Linked DNA regions of Sus scrofa: region 2 is linked to region 1. A link is a contact called in public Hi-C data. All regions are on one chromosome and are shown on one strand. Each heading gives the region's core, a stretch centred on a gene start, on an enhancer-like site or on the middle of the called end of the contact. The rest is flanking DNA. Distances are from core to core; before and after follow the strand shown.

Region 1 (3,587 bases), core at 634-3,133:
TGCTCTTCTTGGTCCCCCCATTGAGATCACCTGAGACTTTTGCTCATGGTGGCCCCACTCCTTGCAGGTATGGGAGACTGCTCTGGTAGACCTAGACCCACTCTGCCCAGCTGTCTGTCCCATGAGCACGGGAGATGGTTGCTTTCCCCAATGATCTGCAAGAGACATGACCTCTACAAATATTTTCCCATTTGTACTGACTACTCCAATCCCTTGTCACACTCAGCCTCAAAAGACATTGGCACTTCCTGCATGTCCCAGCCACATTCCATCTCTAGATCACAAAAGAAGCGGTGGAGACCCAGAGTTAAGAAAGACCAATTAGGAATTCCCATCGTGGCACAGTGGTTAATGAATCCGACTGGGAACCATGAGGTTGCAGGTTCGATCCCTGGCCTTGCTTAGTGGGTTAAGGATCTGGTGTTGCTGTGAGTTGTGGTGTAGGTTGCAGACGTGACTTGGATCCCACGTTGCTGTGGCTCTGGCGTACAGCTCCAATTAGACCTCTAGCCTGGGAACCTCAATATGCCATGGGAGCAGCCCTAGAAAAAGGCAAAAAGAGAAAAAAAAAAAAAAAAAAAAAGGACCAATTAACTGTGATTCTGATATAGAAGCAACTTTTAATCTTTTTTCAGTTTAAAAATTAACATAAGCAAGGTGTAGCATCCAGTTGGGAAACTAGAAAGGTAGATGAATGGTGAAAGATTACAATATCCCTCAAGTCTAGTACCTAATACACCCACAGTATTTGACAACTTAGAGGGAAATTGAAAGAAAAAATAGGCTTAGGACCAACTAAGAGAGCTAGCAAAGCTGACTCTAGTCACATGTCTTTTAGAGACATTTGAGAAAGGAAATATGATGCCTCAGAGGGCTTCCCTATCCAAAAAACTCCTGGAAATATTTCTGTATGAATTCCAGTATAACACGTGCCAGAATGGCTACAGAACGCTTGACAAAGTATATCTGATCGTCCATAGGCATTGTGAAATCTTTGGTCTCAGGGTTTTTCATCAACCGATTGCCTACTGCTTCCAAATGCTGCCAGGACTCATCTGTGCACTTCTGGGTGACATCAACAGCAGCTGTCTTTAACTCTCTTACCAGCTCAGTGGAAGGGAGCTTCTCAGCAAACTCACCTATCAGTTCTGCTAGCTCGTAGAGCACCCATCTACCCTCCTGCTGACATGCCTCAGGAAGGGTAACTGAGCGCTGGACCCGCCTAAGCTCCCCCGGGGATCCTTCTAGACCCCTCAGCATGATCTCACCATCGTTGATCCCTTTTTCTTCATTGCGCTTTTTGCTCTCACGGATGAGGGTTTCAGTGGTGTCCTTTCCTCCCATCTTAACAAGCTGAAGTTCCAGCATGTGGGCCTCAGTCAGGCAGCCGACCTCCTCCAGGGCCACCTCCAGAGCTAAGTTGGATAGGTACTCAGGCAGAGGGGCTAAGGAGGGGACCACGTGCAAGAGATCCTGACACATCTTGGGATCTGGGAGAGAGATCTGATTGGAGAGCATGTCCAGAGGACCCCCAGTTTCTGTGAAAGGTGGCTGGAAGGTCAGGGCCCCTTCTTGGGCACTTCTTGGAAAGGCAGTCACCGAGGACAGCAAGACACAGCAAAAGAGCAGCTCAGTCTGGATCATGGTGGGTTTGCAAAACAGCCCTGCTGGAAAGAAGCAGTGCTCAGCTTGAGAAGTGGGGAAAGGCTTGGGATGAAGGACTGGTCAAAGCTGAGAAGTGGCTTAGCACTCGGAAACTTCAGTCACCCTGGATATCAGATCTTATAGGCCATGGGAGATACTCACTTGCTCCAGAAAAAAACAAGCCGGAGGAATGAGATGGTCTAAACACGTCCTTTGCCCTGGTGCTTCCCTGATGTAAATGACTGCTTTCTAGATCGGACTTTTCCTTTACCCCAGCCAAAAAAGTTGACCTCTCTAATAACAGCGAAAGACATAACATTCACAAATATTTATCTGCCTCTTCTTGGTTCAGGCTTTGACCTCACCTTTGCCCCCATGCTGAAATCAGGTTTCTCCCTCTGTGGATACTGCCTTTCCTGCCCCATATCCCTCTCACCCTAAGGATTTCTCTACACCAAAATTTAGACCAGGAAAAATTCCCCTTTGTCTTCTGGGGAAGTGGGAGGTGAAAGACAGGGAATGCCAATGATTTCCAGATAAGAAGGAGACCTTAAAATAGTTTTTGTAAAATTTTTTTTTCTTTTTTTTATGGCCACATCTGTGGCATATGAAGTTCCCAGGCCAGGGGTCCAACTGGGGGTGCAGCTGCCAGCCTACACCACAGCCACAGCATTGCCAGTTCTGAGCCACATCTGTGACCGCCACAGCTTGTGGCAACGCTGGGTCCTTAACCCACTGAGCAAGGCCAGGGATCAAACCTGCATCCTCATGGATACTATACTGGGTTCTTAACTTGCTGAGCCACAACGCGAACTCTAACATTTTTTTATTTCTTATTTTTTAAATTGAAGTATAGGTGTTCCCACTGTGGCGCAACAGGATCAGCGGTGTCTCTGAAGTACTGGGACAAATATTTAATCCCCAGCACAGTGGGTTAAGGACCCTGTGTTGCCACAGCTCTGGCATAGGTTGCAACTGCGGCTGGGATCTGATCCCTGGCCTGGGAACTCCAGATGCCTCAGAGTGGCCAAAAAAAAAACCCAAAAAACAAAAAACAAAAAAACACATTTTTTTAAAAAGAAAAAAAAAAAAAAAAAAAAAAAGTAGGGAGTTCCCTTCATGGCTCAGTGGTTAACAATCCCAACTAGAATCCACGAGGATGAGGGTTTGATCCTTGGCCTCGCTCAGTGGGTTAAGGATCTGGCATTGCCGTGAGCGGTGGTGTAGGCCAGCAGCTGTAGCTCCAATTCAAACCCTAGCCTGGGAACTTCCATATGCTGTGGGTGTGGCCCTAAAAAGCTTAAAAAAAAAAAAAAAATTGAGGTATAGTTGATTTACAATGCTGTGTTAGTTTTAGGTGTATAGCAAGGTGATTCAGGTACACATATATTCTTTTTCAGATTTTTTTTCCATTATAGATTATTTCAAGATACTGAATATAGTTCCCTGTGCTCTACAGTGGATCCTTATAGTTTATTTTAGATATAGTTATGTTTATCTGTTAATCTCCTAACTTATCCCTCCCCACTGTTTACCCTTTGGTAACCATAAATTTGTCCAAAATAGTTCTTATTCAATGGACTTAACAGAGGGAAGAACAGGACAATAGAATCCATTGGCACATCAGATCAAATCACAACTTTGTTTTTACATTCTTTTTTTTTCCCCTCCATTTTTTGGCCACCCCCACATGTGGAAGTTCCATGGCCAGGGGTTGAACCTGCCCCACAGCAGTGACAACACAGGATCCTTAACTCACTGAGCTACCGGGGAACTCCCAACATTGGCAACTTTTTTTTTTTTTTTTTTTTTTGTCTTTTTACTATTTCTTTGGACCGCTTCTGCGGCATATGGAGGTTCCCAGGCTAGGGGTTGAATCGGAGCAGTAGCCGCCGGCCTATGCCAGAGCCACGGCAACTTGGGATCCGAGCCACGCCTGCAAC
Region 2 (3,705 bases), core at 303-2,802, 44 kb after region 1:
TTAACCATTTTTGCTTTGCAAACTATAGCTATGGTTTCTGGGAAGTCTCTCTCCAACACACCCTCATATGTTAGAGTAATGTATTCTCCTTTGCCTGTATCGCATCAGATTGCAGCTGCCAATATTCTCATCTATCTCTCCACTAGATTGCAGACCTTTGAAAGAGGGACTCTGGTGAGAAAGACGATGGTAGGCAGCAGTCCTATCATGTAAAGCTTTATGACAATGCCAGCAAATTTGGTGCAGATACATTGAAAGATTTTAGTTAGAGGAGTGCATCATCAGATTTGTGACATAAAATCACTCTGTAGTGTGGACATTGGATTAAAGCAGTCGGATGGAAACTGGAGACCAGTTTATAAGCTACTACATTCATTCATTTATTTAGCTTTATTTTTGGCCGCACCATAGCATATGGAAGTTCCTTGGAGGAGGGATCTGCAGCAGGGACCTGGGCCACAGAGACAATCCATATCCTTAACCACTGCACAACATCAGGAACTCCCAGGTTACATTTAAAACAAAAAAGCCCCAATTCATATCAAGGATAACAGTGGCCTGAGCAAGGGACATATCCACAGCATGGGTGGTTGTAATGCTAAAGCAGGGAAATTTTATTGGGCTGGCCAGCAGAATGTTGAGATCTTGAGGAAACTGGGGCTCTCCCACCTGAAGTGAACAGTCTGAAACGCAGGGATGTAGAATATCAAGAAAATAAAAATGTTAAAAATGTAGGCCCGCCATAATCACCCATCTCCTAAGTTCCATTCTGAACCAAAATAGTGATATTTCTCTGTTGTTAAACCTTCCATTGCCAGCGCTGAAAACACAAAACCAACATTTATAGTACTCAGTATTTATTAGTACAACCACTTACCCAGTGGTTGCTATTTGTCAAGATGTATCCTAGATTGTTCTCTGGTTTAATTTTTACTAGGGCCTGACGGCTAGACATTTTTCTGTTCTACAAGTGAAACCATTAAGGCTTAGAGAAGTTAACTGATTTGCCCAAAGCCAAACAGAGGAGCCGGGTTCGAATCCAATTATTGCTTAATTCTTTTTTGTTGTTGTTGTTGTCTTTTTGCCATTTCTTGGGCCGCTCCCCGCGGCATATGGAGGTTCCCAGGCTAGGGGTCGAATCGGAGCTGTAGCTGCCAGCCTACGCCAGAGCCACAGCAACGCGGGATCCGAGCCGCGTCTGCGACCTACACCACAGCTCACGGCAACGCTGGATCGTCGACCCACTGAGCAAGGGCAGGGACCGAACCCTCAACTGAATGGTTCCTAGTCGGATTCGTTAACCACTGAGCCACGACGGGAACTCCTAATTACTGTTTAATTCTAAGATCTGTACGTCTAGCCATTTTGCTACATCCTTTTTCTAAAGATCCTATTTAGTTAAAACGTGAGCAGCTTTCCTCTCTGCAGAAAAACTTTATAAATTGGACCAAGCACGGGTGAAACCAAACAGAACTCACTAAAATGGCGGCTCCCTGCCAGGCGCTGGCTCCCCTACGTCATCACACCGCGCGACGCCCCTTGCGCGCAACGTGTGATGGGAACCCGCGGGAGGAAAGCAGGGTCTCAGATGGGGGGCGTGTCCTCTTCATCCGGAGCGCAAGATGGCGCTGCCCTTTGCACGTCCACTGTGCCTGTGCCGCTGGGGAGCCAAAAGGTTAGGGATTGCTGCCGCGGAAACCCGCAGAGGTAGGATTACCCCCTTTTATTCTCTTTCACTTCCAAGGTAGTTTCGGTCTGTTATTCTTAGAGCCTGCTCAGAGAAACAACTCCAGTCCCTTCGATTCGTTTCCCCTCCCCCATCTGCGTTGGTCTTGAGATTCCAAACTTGGGACCTTCTCTGGTTTCCTTAAATTCTAGGGCTTTCCCAGTCCAAGCTTTTCGGCTTCTTGGGCTATCCATACTAAAGTGCCCCCACTGTCGTTCTCGCTTGAAATTCTGATTCACGTTTCCTGGTAATCTCATGACTGTCTGCTTCAGATCAGAATATGTGTATGTCGCTAGCTCTAGAGTTCTAGCTCACCTCATTATCCCGTTTCTCTTCTCTGCCCGGCAGGCGTCAGTTTCAAACTGGAAGAAAAGACAGCCCACAGCAGCTTGGCCCTCTTCAAAAGTGACACAGGTGTCAAATATGGCATGGTGGGATTGGAGCCCACAAAATTGGCCCTGAATGTGGAGCGCTTCCGGGAGTGGGCAGTGGTGTTGGCAGACACAGCGATCACCAGTGGCAGACACTACTGGGAGGTGACAGTGAAGCGCTCACAGCAATTCCGGATAGGAGTGGCAGATGTGGACATGTCCCGGGATAGCTGCATCGGTGTTGACGACCGTTCCTGGGTGTTCACCTATGCCCAGCGCAAGTGGCACACCATGTTGGCCAACGAGAAGGCCCCTATTGAGGGCATTGGGCAGCCAGAGAAGGTGGGGCTGCTGCTGGAGTATGAGGCCCAGAAGCTGAGCCTGGTGGATGTGAACCGGGTTGCTGTGGTCCATACACTACAGACAGATTTCCGGGGTCCAGTGGTGCCTGCCTTTGCCCTTTGGGATGGAGAACTGCTGACTCACTCAGGGCTTGAGGTACCAGAAGGCCTCTAATATGTCCATCACTGAAGTCCCTAATCATGCTCTTGGCCAGCCTCCTGCTCAAAAAGTGTCCGAAACCTTTTAATTGTGGCCCAAGCAAGTACCAGCTCCCACCTGTCACTAGTTCAGTGACAGGTCCTCTGTGCAATATCTCAGTCGTCTTTGTTTCCCGTCCTGTGAAAGGTAGGCATACAGCCAGCCACCCTCTCCCCTCCCCCAAACTACTGCCAATTTCCTAGGCTACCATGAATGTACTTTCTCAGACTGTATTCAGTCCTGGAGTCTTACCTTTCAGCTTTGTTAGAATTTATTCATCACTGTGCTACCTCTTCCTCCCTTTGCCCACACATAACTTGTTTTGGGGGCTCTACGGAATCTCTCCAGAGTAAATCCTTTCTACCTCTGGCTGAAGGAGTGGTGCAGTCAATGACTTGGCCCTTTCTGTACAGTACACAGAGTCTGGGCTCTGGCTCCCTCAGAAAGTGCTTTACAGACTGTGTCAGAATGTTAACAGCCTTCCTTTCTATATCTCAATGTTACAGACTCTCAGCCCCACACAGCTGTAGCTCTTCTCACCCCGAGTCCATCTGCCTTAATTTGTAAACCTCTAACGCCTGGTCAGTCTTGTAGTCATTGGGCCAGTTAAAATCATGACTGGGGGGAAGAGACACTTGGGGGATGCTGAGGGGATTAGTGCTAGAAACTTTATTCTTGAGAAGTTCTGTCTTCATTTCTGCTATAGTTGTAACTTCCAGAGGGAGGAGGGAGGCCTGAGGTCTTGCACAGTCCATTTTGGGGCCTGCCCAGACCCAAGCATTTACTTGGCAGCAGAATACACTTAACCTAAAGCAGTATTTGGGATTGAGGAAAACTTTGTGGGGTGAGTATGTATGTAAAATATGTATTGTTGGGCTTTTTCTGACCCTGTGGTTCCATCTTATTCTACCTTTATGATGGTGATGCAGCTGGATGCCCCTAGGAGAGAAAGAGAAGGACTGGGTCTAGCAAAAATGATTTGTGTAATTAAAGTTTATTTGAGCACAAAATACTTTCTCTGTCTATAAAATTGCTCTTAGTGGTAGCAGCAGCATTTCCTAGCTAAGG

What was found. Hi-C and Micro-C count contacts between places; a contact is called where the count stands out from the background.
Region 2: a contact with region 1 is called in a Hi-C map of liver, with 1.6 times the contacts expected there. The contact joins the promoter of SPRYD4 here to the promoter of APOF in region 1. A contact is called at or near these places in 2 of 5 promoter capture datasets (fetal liver and liver), 24 of 47 Hi-C or Micro-C datasets (alveolar macrophages, blood, brain and 12 more) and 2 of 2 datasets of contacts at active chromatin or transcription factors (alveolar macrophages and skeletal muscle).

What each region holds. Positions count from the first base shown.
Region 1 is chr5:21,758,870-21,762,456 of Sscrofa11.1, forward strand. APOF (ovarian and testicular apolipoprotein N) reads right to left here and starts at 1,884. Exons shown (of 2, transcript NM_001003925.1): 1 at 1,807-1,884; 2 at 801-1,664. The coding sequence starts at 1,644. The coding sequence ends at 880.
Region 2 is chr5:21,802,793-21,806,497 of Sscrofa11.1, forward strand. It overlaps SPRYD4 (SPRY domain-containing protein 4), which reads left to right and starts at 1,553. Exons shown (of 4, transcript XR_002344303.1): 1 at 1,553-1,707; 2 at 2,075-2,784. It overlaps MIP (lens fiber major intrinsic protein), which reads right to left and starts at 2,172. Exons shown (of 6, transcript XM_021092895.1): 1 at 2,042-2,172. GLS2 (glutaminase liver isoform, mitochondrial) reads right to left here. Exons shown (of 18, transcript XM_003481629.4): 18 at 3,613-3,705.